Regions from separate parts of the Gossypium arboreum genome. Here region 1 is linked to region 2. The links are chromatin contacts, called in public Hi-C maps. All regions are on one chromosome and are shown on one strand. The core of a region is the stretch at or near the end of the contact, and the rest is flanking DNA. Distances in the headings are between cores, read along the strand shown.

Evidence for each region. A called contact is a pair of places that touch in the nucleus more often than the background predicts.
Region 1: a Hi-C map of leaf shows a contact between it and region 2, with 4 times the contacts expected there. The contact joins the promoter of LOC108457414 here to the enhancer-like site in region 2. A contact is called at or near these places in 2 of 5 Hi-C or Micro-C datasets (both in leaf).

Annotation. Positions count from the first base shown.
Region 1 is chr6:44,182,109-44,189,267 of ASM2569848v2, reverse strand. LOC108457414 (dof zinc finger protein DOF1.4-like) reads right to left here and starts at 5,880. Exons shown (of 1, transcript XM_017756466.2): 1 at 4,424-5,880. The coding sequence starts at 5,420. The coding sequence ends at 4,587. LOC108457415 (a long non-coding RNA gene) reads left to right here and starts at 1,313. Exons shown (of 3, transcript XR_001867095.2): 1 at 1,313-1,378; 2 at 1,472-1,544; 3 at 2,580-2,960.
Region 2 is chr6:43,641,342-43,648,191 of ASM2569848v2, reverse strand. No RefSeq gene overlaps it. Among protein-coding and RNA genes, the nearest start is that of LOC108486641, 12 kb to the right of the region's middle. Within about 2 kb of position 3,196, at least 2 of the 2 cell types and tissues checked have an H3K27ac peak or open chromatin away from gene starts, as enhancers often do. A contact at or near this core is called in leaf, where this site is marked.

The sequences.
Region 1 (7,159 bases), core at 4,631-7,130, 540 kb before region 2:
TTGAGAGCTTCCCATATTTTAAGTTTTTAATATAAAGTTATGTTATTTTTAATTTACTATTAAGTAATTCAAATATATATATATATATATATATATATATATATATTTGGTAATTAAGAGAAATGAATGAAATTATTTGGATCGAACTTAAATTCTTATACTTACTATATAATATTTTATCATTAATTCAAAAGGTTAACTTTTGATTAAAATTTTAAAATAAATAATTTAATATATTTTTAATGTTTATATTATATTATTATAAATTTAATTTTTTATAACATAAAATACACAATTTATACAAAATAAAATATTATATTATTAAAAAATAGAGTCGTGCTAAGCTTAGTGTTTTAAGTGTTAGGAGCCCATGGCAGCTTATATTTTAAATAGATCTACAACTTTTTGCTCTCATCTTTATTTTAAACTTAATATTTTTATCCAAAATTTGTACAGAATTTCAAACTTCAACAACTTACTCAATCACAAATTTAAATTGCAAATAAGTTAAAAAGAAAGGAGTTTAGAATAATGTACAGACAGTTTGTGAGCAAAGCACATACTTTTAATGAAAAATAACAAACAAAAAGAATATATATAGATACGTATTCTATATACTATTAATGGAGTAAAAAAAATTCACAATCTGAGTTTGGGTTGATACCATTTATTTTTAAGATATATGTAAATAATTAAAAAATACTTAGAATCATCTTAGATCCATTTGTGGAGTGCTTTTTACTTCAATGGTAGTGAACAAAATAATTATTCATTATATATTTATGAAAAATACTTATAAACTGTCAGTAAAATTTTTTATTCCACTTCAAATGTTCTATAAAGATAAAATAAAATATTAAAATAAATATTTAAAAATATATTATAATTTCTTAAGACTGCTTATAAAATAATCAAATTGCAACCCTAGAAGTTGGATTTGTGTTGGACTGTAGGGTCCTAATGACAATCAATGAGAAAGGCTAACCATCAGAGTTGGGTGGAATCTGGACTCCCATAAACAAGTAAAAATCACCTCTCACCATCCTCACTTAATGGGCTCAAATATCCTGCAAATCAACCCAAAACCCCTTCTGGACCTAACAACAAAACCCTTGTTCACATGTTTGCTTTTTTAATTTGAGGTGGTTTTTACATACATGAAATGAAAAGCCTTGAAACTCTAAAGTACAGAGACAGTACCAGAGTTTTCTTTCTTTGATAAAACTATCTTATAAAGTACAATTGTAGTACACTTTGTACCGATATTGTATTGACAATCTTCATAATAATAGTTCGAATATATATTCATTCTCTTCTTACTGCCATCCCATCAAACCACTTTTGATTGTTTAGTTTTTCCTTTAGTAATAATCAATATGTAAGTCTTTATATATTGGTTCACTTCAACATTTTTATGTGAAAATTTAACAATTTTCAGGGTCCTTTTTTTTTTTTGGGGGGTGGGGTGCAGATGAAGAGCTTGTAAAGGAGATGTTAATTGAAGGGACTATTCATCCATCATTCTATTTCCTCTACATTTCCAGGTAACTAATTGTCCCCTGTTTTTTTAAAAAAAAAAAATATGAAAGAGGCCCTTTCTTCTTAAGATGGTACCATTACTTCTAAACAATCAAATAAATTGAGGCAAACAAAATCATTTAGCATGTGGCTTTGCATGACACTACTTTAAATTAACATTGTTAAAAACAATGACAATTAAAGTAGTGTCCTGCAAATTTATAAGCTAAATAAAGCTTCCACCAGTAACTCTTAATACTAATATTCTTATTCTTGAAAAAATAAGTCAATTAAAGTAGAAAAATTTAAACTTAAAGGATCATTTCCGTCACTAGGAATCTTTTAAGTCAACATTAATTTCTCCCAATTAAAGGTTGTGCTTTATCATCCAAAGCAACAACGAAGGTCAAAGAGTTTTAGATGAGTGAGGAGGGAAGTGAGTTTTAGATAGGTGGGATACATGGCTTAAGTCCACCCTAGAATTGCTTGTAGATCGAATTATCTATTCAAGTCCAAAAGTCTATTTTAAAAATGAACATTGCTAGAATTTAATATTTATTTTTTATATGAATTGGACTTTAAATAAAAAAATAAATTTATTTTCGAGTTGGTTAAGTCTGAGTTTGAAAAATTGTTCTAGATACTTTGCATGTACCCGATTCGACTCAATCTATATGCTTCTCTAGTCAAGCCTCTTGAACTTGGTAGGTGATGTCAAAATTCGACTTCGTCCGTTTGATAGGCTAATGTTATGGACTGTGCATTAAAACCTGTGATCAAAGCAAACAGAACTATTTAAGGATGTCAATTGATTAAATTAAATTTACTTAACCCATTTGGATCAACTCTGTTCATAAAACATATCAAGAAGTTTATATACTTATAACTTGGTGGTTTAATCAAACACTTGTGAGTATTTATCCAAACTTTAGTATGGATTATTTCTCTTAGCTTAAACTTCCGTGACACTAACATGTGGCTCTACCATTATACAATCTACAAGTTTGTGTTCCATTCACAATGCTGTTGCAGAGTAAATTCTTCTGGTTCTTTCTTGTCAGATGTGATATATCAAAGGCATCACTAAAATTTTCCGATGTCTTGTCTTTCATAATTTGGCTGTGTTATCAAATTAAAGGAACGTGGCAAAATAACATAGTGGCAGTGGCAGAGGCATCGCGATATTTACCAAATTTTCCCGACTGATTTGAGCCGTACGACTTGTTGCTTGAATCTTCCTATCAATGCTTCGAAGGTTTCTGCACATCCCTTTCTCTAACATCAGTCAGTCAAATGAAAAGGCGTTGTGATCATGCATTTGTTACCCTGTGAAACGACACGTTTAGCCTACAATCATTCAAGCACTTCCATTACGAAATTTCGTTGTACCCATACAACACAAAAGGGCAAAACAAAGATTCTTTAATTAAAATAACCAACAATTTAACCATGGCAATGAAACAAATTAGGATACATAGCCCGGAAAGTGTGGCCCCAATGTGCACATGCTCTCAACAAAGCATGTCGGAACAAAGATTTGGGTGCCCTAATAAGCATCAATGAAATTTACAAACACCACAGTTTAGACCGACCTTTATAGGAAAATAGCTAATACAAAAACACATCTACTTTACAACCAAAATGCTGTGGGACAGAATGATTATAAACAAATGGCCTTAAATTATAATTACTAATATTCAAATTATTCAAAAATATATGCATTAATGCATATCCACAAGAATCTTCCATCACATCCAGTTCGCCCATTATAGCTGGAACAAACCCATGTCTGAACCCACCCTTATATTATTATATATACACCAACACATATTTGTATATGATATCCATCACATCTAGCTATTGTTGCATTATTATATTCTTGTTTGTGCCATATAAGAGGTGGACTACTAAATGTACACCTTCACCCTAAACCTGAAACTGCATAATGACAGCTTCAGACAGTGTTTAATTCTATATCTCCTTTTTGAAAGGGCTGATTAATATATATTTAAAAGAAAAAAGTATACTCAGCCAGGCCCAACATCAAGGTCTACTAATTTTATTTTTCTTTCTTTTTTGTTTGTTTCACTTCTTTGTTTCCTTTTGCTATTTTTGCGGTGTTTTTTGTTTAAGGGATAAATAGTGTACCTAAATTTTAATTTTAATGTGTAGTTTTATATATATAATTTTAATTATTTTCAATTTTATAAATTATTAATACAATTATTGATATAGCATCTGTTTATGTTTATATACTGTATATACAAATAATTACATTTATTATCTAAAAATAAATTAATTTATTTATTTTTAAAAATATATAAATGAATCAAATAAAATTTTATATAAACATTTCAAAACCTAATCAAAATTTTATTCTAATTAAAATTCATATAATCTATTTATTTTTAAAATATATAAATGAATCAAATAAAAATTTTATATAAACATTTCAAAACCTAATCAAAATTTTATTCTAATTAAAATTCATATATAATTTCGACTTAATTGTAGAATGTTAAACCTTAGGTGATAGACTATAGTATTTAAAATAAAGAAAAATTATTGTTTGCCGGTAAGTGGAATTAAAAATTCGACAAGTAGAAGTAAGACATAGCATGTGTCTTTAGATAATATTAAAAATAAAAATTAGTTAAAGTAGATAAATTCATTCATTTAACCTTAAACAACCAACAAAAAATAACACTAAAAAAACAAAAACAAAACATAGCATTCTATGAAGTTAACAATTAATATATAACCATAGATTTTAGTTTTTCTTTTTCCATTTTTGGTTCTTGATGTTTCTTTAATAAGCTGTCTGATCTAAGTGTTTTTTTTTCTTGTTACTAATATTCAGATTAAAAATGACAACAAAATATTGAAAAATAGAAGGAAAAAAATCTATCTCAACATTTCCGGGGCAATTTCTAGTTAATTAATCAATCTCAGAAAGGGGAAAATTACCCCCCCCCAAAAAAAAAAAAGAATTCTTAGAGTAACAAATATTTTTAAGAGAGAAAAAAAATTGAACCGGACAACATGTATAATTAATATATATGCATGGTTTAAAGATCTTTCCATGGTTTGATCTCAGAGTCATCCCATGGAATGTTGAGATCAGTAGAGACAAGTGCATCAATATCATCCCAATTCCAGTAGTTTGCCATTTCAATGCCATTGCTGGTAATAGGTTCTTGCCAGGTCTGTGAACCTGTTGGATCCTCCCTCGTTTCTCCACTATAGTTGTAGAGACTCGAAGACTGAAACGAGGCTGATATTGAAGATGGGGATGTTTCCAAAGAATATGAGCTTGAACTTGAAAATGGAAACGGCAAAGGAAATGGAGTCTGTAAGCCTTGAGACATGGTAGAATCCAAGCAGACTCCATTGTTTGTGCTGAAATTTTCTCTCTCCGAGTTTCTGCAATTTACAGAATTTTGCTGCAACGATGAATGAAATTTGATGTTCGGTATGTACTTTTGATCGGCAGGCGGAAGCTGATGCGGTTGAATAGCGGAAGAGGTGGAGCTTTTGATCGTAGTAGTGGTTGTTTTACTGGCAGAAGCGGCGGCGGATGTCTGATGCCGCTTGTTTTTACGGCCTCCACCAACGGGAACATTGCGAAGATTACCACCTTTAGTCCAATGTCTTTTACAGGTCTTGCAAAAATACCTAGGTTGTGACTTGTTATAGTTGTTATAATAACAGAACTTTGTGTTGGAAGAATCACACCTTGGACACTTCAATGGCGGTTCCGATTGCTGCAGCTGGTTTTCTTGATGATGTCGCCTTTTCATTGATGAAGCTTTTGGACGCTCCATAGTTGGAGCCTGCAACAAAGACTGGCCCTGGATCCACTCAACCTCATCACTGGAAACCTGTTTACAACTCAATCCCATCCTTTTCTCTCTCTCTATCTCTATATATGTGTGTGTGTGTGTGTCAACTTCAGAAGCTCTTTCAAAACCATAAAAATTTCAAGCTTTTGAATGGAAGTGAAAGAAGGGATCAGATAATCGGAAGAAGGTGATGAGAAATGAGCAGTCTTTGAGCGCCCTCTCCATCGTTCATATTATACAAAGGGAATAATAATAATATTTAATATTGTAGTATGAGTTAGTAAGGTAAAAAAGAGAATCAAAATTAATGAAATTTGTTTGTTGTGTGGTGTAATGTGATGGTGCAAAAGAACTTTATAGAGCAAAAGGAAATGGAGAAAGAGAGTTGCTTAGGGGTGAAGGTGATGGTGCGGGTTGGTGACACGTGGGATTTGGTGGACCGTTGATAGTGGAGTGATTGAATGATCTGTAAAGAGAAGGGTAAAGAGTTTCATGTTGTACTATATTAAGTATTAAGGAACTGTAACTTAGTTAACCACTTGCATGCACGCGTTGGCTCCGCCATATCTACGAAAATGATGTATCGCCTCGAGGTTCAGTCTATTTTGTGTTTTCATTTAAAATAAATTAATTAATTTTATATGAAAAATTAATATTTTTAAAATTTTTTATCTATTTTATTATTAAAAATAATCATTTTATGTTAGTATGAGAAACAAATAATACACCGTGATAAAAATATTTAATTATTTCATCATTAATATCAATTGTTAACAACTGAAAGGATTGAAATTTTTAATAAAATAGTCTATTTCTTTTTAATATAATACAAAGGGATTAATTTACTTATTTTTAAAGTAAAATAAATAAAATATAATCTACTCTTCCATAATATTCTTATAGCTAAATTGGTAAAATTATTGCCATCAAAGATTCAAGAGTAGCCCATGCCATGATAAAATTGAAATTATGAAAATTTGAGAGTTAAATGTAAGAATCATCTTGTCTTGTATAGTTTATAATCAATATGGTTATAATGATACCCCTTCTAATAAAAAGAGTAGCCAATACCATCCATGCGTAGAAATTTGAAGCTATTGCTATATTTATAGTATAAATAAATATATATGGTTTGTAGCTAGTTAATTAGGGCCCATTTGGTGTCAAATTAGCAGTCACCACCATCCATGAAATTGACTTGTCTCTTTTCTCTAAAATGGCAGAAGAAGCAAAGAAGTCTAAAGTCAATAATTCACTTCATTTCTGTTCCGCACATGAACCCCGAGCGAATCAGATTTAGGGTGTAATTTAGTTTTTTTTATCGTTATAATATTGGTAGAGGTAAGTGATTACAAGGTTTGAATTCATGTTATTTGAGTGTTGGATTAAAGTTTTAATTAATACTTCAACCAAATCTTGGCTCATATTACTATTTTTGAAAGATGATAGTTATGTTAAAATCTGCTTTAGGTTGTTATTCTCTTCACAATAATTTAGTTTTTCTATTTTAATTTTTTGAAATTTAATCTTTTAAATTTAAAATTTTAAGTTCAATTATTAACATAATTAAAATATTTTTTAAATTTATTAGTCTGATATTTTAAAATTTAAAAAAAATCCACTTGATAACTATGCAACCTATAACACTCCACACCCGTGCCCTACCCCGAGACGGCATACGAGGCATTACTAAACTTTAACACAAGCACACGATCATTTCCGAGTCATCAAGACGTGATCAAATTTAAACTTTTTCGAACCTTGATTAATCTTCTTAATACGGACCTACGAGGCCTTAA
Region 2 (6,850 bases), core at 1,947-4,446:
TTTTGGTCATCAGTTTGGGGGTTATAAGTAGTGGACAGATGAAGCTTAACCCCTAACTATTTGAATAAGGCTTGCCAAAATGAACTAATGAAGATCTTATCTCTATCAGAAATAATGTATTCAGGTACTCCATGAAGTTTGTAGATTTGGTCAAGGTACTATTGAGCCACAGTAAATGTGTCCCCCTATAGCTTCACCATGGAATAAATCAAAAAGCTTCTTCCTTAATTCGAGATTCTACCCCACTACTGCTTTTCCCTTTCTTCTTAAGATTTTTCCATCCCATGAGTACTTTGGGTGAAGTTAAGGCTTGTGCTGCAAGTTAAGACAGATCTGTTGCAATGTAGGGTAAGTAAAGTAGGAATCAATGATTTGTCCCCATACCTCAGACCAAGAAATGATTCCAATGCATTGTAGCAGTTAGCCCTCAAGTGAATGGTCCCTTTTAGATAGTGCATTAGCTACTGTATTCTGTTCCCCTTTTCTGTAGGTGATTGTGTAATCATATCCAAGCATTTTGGCCTCCCATTTTTGCTGATAAAGTGTAATGACCTGCCTGCCAGAGAGGAATCGCAGACTTTGGTGGTCAGTTTTGATGTGAAAATGCCTGCCCACCAATTAGGGGTTCCATTTTTTAACAGCTAGCAAGACTACTAACGTCTCCTTATCATAGATGGACAAAGCTTGGTGTCTAATCCCTAAGCCTTTACTGAAATAAGCAATAAGTCTCCTCTTCTATTGTAGTACAGCTCCCAACCCCTAAGCACAGGCATCAGTCTCAACATAAAAATCTTCTTTGAAATCTGGCAGAATCAGTACTGATGCTTGAGTTACTGCTGCTTTGAGATGTTCAAAGGCTTCTTGTGCACTGTCAGACCACTACAGGGAACCTCTTTCTTTAACAAGGCTGTTAAGGGCTTGGCTAATACCCCATAGTGTCTTATAAATCTTTTGGAGTATCCAAATAGGCCCAAGAATCCCCTCAAGTCCTTTACTGAAGTAGGTGTGAGCCAATTAAGAACCCCTTCAACCTTTGTTGCTTCTATAGAGACTAACCCTCTAGATAATATGTGCCCCAAATACTCCACGAGTACTACCAAAAATACATTTTCCCTTCTTAGCATACAACTGATGATGCCTCAATATACTCAGAGCCTCCCTCAAATGTCTCAAATGTTCTGACCAGTTAGCAGAATACACCAAAATGTCAAAAAAAAAAAAACACGGATTTCCTCAACAAATGTTTGAAAATACTATTCATTAGGGACTGAAAGCTGGAAGGTGCATTGGTCAAGCCAAATGGCATAACCAGAAACTCATAGTGACTTTCATGAGTCCTAAATGTTGTTTTATAGATGTCACTCTCCCACATTCTGATATGATGATAACCAGATCTCAGGTCTAGCTTTAAAAAATAAACAATTTGTCCCAATTGATAAGGAGTTTCTCAATCACTGGTATTGGAAATTTATCTTTTATAATCAGTTGGTTAAGCTGTATATAATCCAGACATAACCTCCAACTACCATCCTTCTTTTTCACCATAACAATTGGTGATGCAAAGGGACTATTACTGTCCCTCACTATCCCAGCTTGTAGCATATCCCTGAGAAGCCTTTCTATTTTATTCTTCTGAACAGCAGGATATTGATTGGGTCTGATCTTGATCACTTAAGATTCATCTTAAAGAGGTATTATGTGATATTGCATTCAAACAGGTGGTAATCCTGCAAGAAGTTGAAACACATCAGCAAACTCAACTAGGAGCAACTAAATATCCTGGTGTAAGGGCTGAGATAGCAAGGATAAGGCTGCTTGAGTTGTGGTGGCCAGTAACATAGGACTAGGACCTTGTCCTAACAGGCTAAAACACTTGGACAATTGAGTACCAAACAAAATTTGAAGACCGATAGGAAGAATTCCTTGAAGGGTACAAGTCTACACCAAATGCTCAAACTGCATGGTTAGAGAAGAAAAATTCCAAACAATGGACCCTAGGGATAGAAGCCATTGAATACCAAGAACTAAATCACAAGGTTAAGTGAATAATTTATACCCTTGTGCTTCCCAGGCCACTGATCGATAAACCCCTTGAGTTGCTAGTTGCACACCATTAGCAACCATCACTTTGAGCTTGCATGTAAGATCTACTTGTAATTGCAACTTTCTCACCAACCTGGAATCTAGAAAGTTGTGAGTATTACCAGAATCAACAAGAATAATAGCCTTCAGGTGACCAATCCGAGCTGACAACCTCATCGTATTATGACCTTGAGAGCCATTAAGGGCATGTAAGGACAACACTGGAGCTACCGAGTCAACTTCACATTCCATGGTTTCCAATTCTTAGGGAAATCTTGGAACTCTTCAGAAGAAGGACTGTTGAGCTCATTATTTTGCTCAATGGAAGCCTCAATCACCAGTTGACAAAGATGCGATTTAATAGATTTATGCCCTGGTGTATATTTGGATGCACATAAAAACATAAACCTTTTTTTTTCTTTTTTCATCCATTTCAGATTGGGAGATGACCTTAATAGGTGTTTTGGAACTAGTAACCATGGAGTGATAATCCCCTGAGGTAAGGAAGTGCCCAGGGTTGTTGTATGCTTTCACAAGAGGAAACAAGGGCTTGGAGTAACTAGAGTTACCCACTATAGGAGTATTTTTCTTAGGACCATTGCTTACAATATCCTCCATTTGCAGAGCAATCGTTAACCCTTCTACTAAGGTTGTAGGTTTAAATAACCTCAAATATTATCCAATCTCAGATTTAAGATTGTGAAAAAAAAATGCTCAATGCATAACTTTCTGGTAAATGCAATTGGTTCAAGAGGCTTAAAAAGTTATCATAATAGTGCTCGATTATTTCAAAGCTACCATCTCATTTACGGGATCCAAAACCCTAGTAGATTTGAACCTTTTTTGTAGTGCCCGAGCATTCAACTCCCAAGTAAAATGATGAAGACCTCGATGCCATTATGCAAAGAAAAAATGCCAATCAAGGGCTCTGCCTTCCAGATTCAGCATTACCATCCGAACTTTAGCCTGATCTCCTACATTCTTAACCTCAAAAAGCTGTTCTAGTTTGGACCACCAGCTTCGAAAATTCTTTCCATCGAAGCGAGGACGTTGCAACTGAAACATTTTTCCCACAAAATCTACTATGTTGACTTGAGAATGAGTGCCCAAGTGCCCCACATCTGCTGCTGGTGACATAGCTAATCTATCCTCAGGTGGAAACCTTGGTGGAGTTGTGCCCAAAGTCCCTTGCCTCGATCTTGACCCATTCCATGAGCACTGGTAGATAATTGCCCAAAGTATTGCTCAAGGAATGAATGCAACTCAGTCCTAATTTCTCCCTGATTTCACCTTTGAACTTGTCACTAAAGTCCTTGAACCGGGCATCCAACTTGGCATCCAATTTGGCGTCCAGTTTGCTGTCAAGATGAGAAAATTCATGTTGCAGCAGACCTATTTCCTTTTGTAGGCGCATAGCGATTCCACTGTTGGCCATGAGAATCGTGTTGGCTTTGATACCTTTGATGAGGAAAGAATGTTCGAAGCAAAAAAAATAAAGAAAGAAAGAAGAAACAGAGAGAAGAGAGGACAAGATTTCAGAGTGAAAATGTGCATCTTCATAACTGCCTCACCTATATCTAATTGGTCCATAAAAATGGTGAGTAACAGACAGAAATTAACAATTTGGTAGTAATAGAAATAAGCTCAAAATGCACCGCTTCACTTGTACGACTACTGCCCCAAAACTCACTGTTTTAAGTATTGATCTAATTCCCCCTTTCATTAAAATACTGAAATTCCAAAACACAGCGTTTTGCTACATGTACATAATTATTTAGGATTTTTCTATATATTTTACCACTTTTGACTTAATAATTATATTAATCTTGATTAATTGCTAATAAATTAAGTGAATTTTTCTTAAATGTTAATAATGGACATAAAATTATAAAATATACAAATTTGTGCTTTATTACATGATTTTTATGCATAAATTACATTATTTCATGTCATTTATTAATATGTTGATTTTTTCATGCAATAGGGCCATAGAGTTGATTCAATAAATTAATTATATTATAATGTGCATAGACATGAGCTATTTTCTCATGTATTGGACGACAACAACCATGCAAAATTGGATCATTTAATTATCATCTTAACCCAATAAAAAATGGTGATATATGTTGGATCAGTCTACAAATTTACTGGGTCATGGAGCCGTCCAATCCAAGAGGAGACAAGCCCAATTCAGCAACCACACTTGGGTAGCCAAAAATAAACTCTGGGACAATTATTTAGAGGTCCCTGCACTTGGTAGAATGTTTGAAATTGACACACAAGGTTTGCTTGAGAAACCGTCCAACCCTAGCTAAATAAAGCATGATCTTGTGCTCAAATCGAGCAACTAAATCACCCACCTTTCCACGCATCATGGCCGGCTATAGGAGGGAGAGAATCAAGAGAGATGTGATGCTATTTTTAGCAAAATCAGCCACCAACTTCACCTATAAATACTGCGCACCTTTCATCTTTTAAATCATCCATTAATCCATTCATTCATCAAGCATGTCTCATTCCTTCGTTCTCTCATTTCCCTTCTTTATTTCCACGCCAAGCCACTCTATTTTCCTTTCCATTCTTTAGCCAACAAAAGCCTTGTCAAGACCATCTCTTCTCCGGCCACCTTGAGAAACCCTTAGCAAAGGAGCAACGGGCGGATCGAAGAAACACCTCAGTCAGAAAGATCTAAAAGGTTACTGAATTGAATTAGAGTTTACTCTTTCCTCCTTGTTGTTTAATTTAAACATGTTTGCTAAGTGTTTATTGATCTTGCAATCAACAATGATAGCTTAATTTTTAGCTAGGATGATTATGTTAAGCCAACAATATTCATTTGATTCATGTTTAACGTGTTTGTGCCTCAGTCGATCATGTTTTCAATTAAAATCAAGATGTATTTCATTCATACGTGATTGGATGCATTTAGATTAGCTGAGCAATCCTAACCAAACGACAGCTAGTAGACGCATAATTGAAAAGTGTAATGCTCAATTTGGATCATTAAACCCGATTAAATTAGAGGTTCATAATATCTTTAGTTAGCTCTATTATCTTGCATAGTTTTTAGGTTTATGTTATTAAACTGTTTTAAACTTAATTGTCCCTGCTACCTTGCATAAATACTAAGAAACCCTTAGGTTAATATGATCAGTAAAATGCATGTTTCATTAAGTAAAATATCTGAGAGGACTCAATTTGGTTTCCAAACTCATGAAAGATTGACTTGCCATGGAAAGTTTTCCGAACACTGTTAAGCATGATGAAAATGAATTAAATTGATTAATATGATTATCCTAGCCTATTTATGTTATTGATTGTTGAAATTGTGTTTTTGTTGCTAAAATCCATTCATGCATTTAGATCATTTGCATTTAGATTTAATTGCATAAAGATCATCTTGCATCTAGATAATTTAATGTAATCATCCACCACTCAAAGTATTGTGTTTTAACCACCAAATTTTTAACTTATAATTTTACAAATAATCGATTAACATACACAGTCCCTGCGGAGACGATAACTCATTTTACTTACTTACTACTTGAACGATTGTGTACACTTGCACAAAAATACCGTTACATTACAATACTGAAATTAGCAGAATTACAAAAACAGCTAGTCGTTGTTACTAATTATTCCATATCATATTGAAAATTAGAAATATGCAAAGACAAAAATCTCAAGGCTTTACCTATTTCTAAAAGAAAATTTGAATTTAAAAAAGAAGAATTGAAGAGACGTTGACGGTGATCCTGATGCTCATGCCATTTTTATAAAAGGGATTCAAATTTTTGAAGCAATACAAGAGTATTAATAATTCAACAATTTCAAATGAGTAAAAATTCACTTTGGTAGAAGCTCAAAACTCTTTGAAAATTAAAACAAGAAAATAAACTTTAATGGAAGCCTAAACATGTTACTGAGTGATTAAATTTGCCTGGATGTGGAATAATTCTTATATGATAGATTTAAAAAAATTCTATCTAAAAATATCATAGATGTTTGAAAATATATTGTATGAGATTTAAAAAAATTATCAATAGATGTTTGAAAATATCTTGTGAGATCTTCAGAATCAAGGGAGATATGAAAGTCTCCCTAAGAGAGGTTTTGAGAACATCTCAAGGATGATTTGAGAGCACCCTTGAGAGAGGGTTTTAAAAACATTTCAAGGGAAATCTGATAATATCTTTATGAGAAATTAAAAGTACAAAATTTGCTTAACTAAAAATTTCATTATTCCAAAATTTTTCTCTAGAAAAAATTGATAAAAGCATTTTCATGAGAATAAAAATTACTCACTATCTTGAAAATTTTACATCAAAAGTTTCATTAAAAAATTCCTCAAACAATTGAAGCTTACTAAAAACATTATATCAATATACCTCAGAAGATATCCCTTAAGCAAGTCCAAAGCTTAATTCATTGTTAAGAAACTTCTTGTATGAATGAATTGTTAATATGTATTGAATGTCATGCAAGTCATGAATGTCGAATCGTGCAATCAAATATAATGAATACCTTGAGTATTGTAAAGACCTAATTTTCAGTGATACCGAAAATATGATTTTGGAATCTCATTTCTATAAATTGAATCCGAAAATATTAAATATTAATATTTACGCGTATAATATATCGTTACATCATATTTTGGTTAAGAAATTTCATTGAATTAATAGTTAATTAATGATTAGGAACTAAATTGTAAAATTTCAATCGCTATAGATTTTTAATTGGTCAAATGCTTGGGGAATTAAATAGCAAT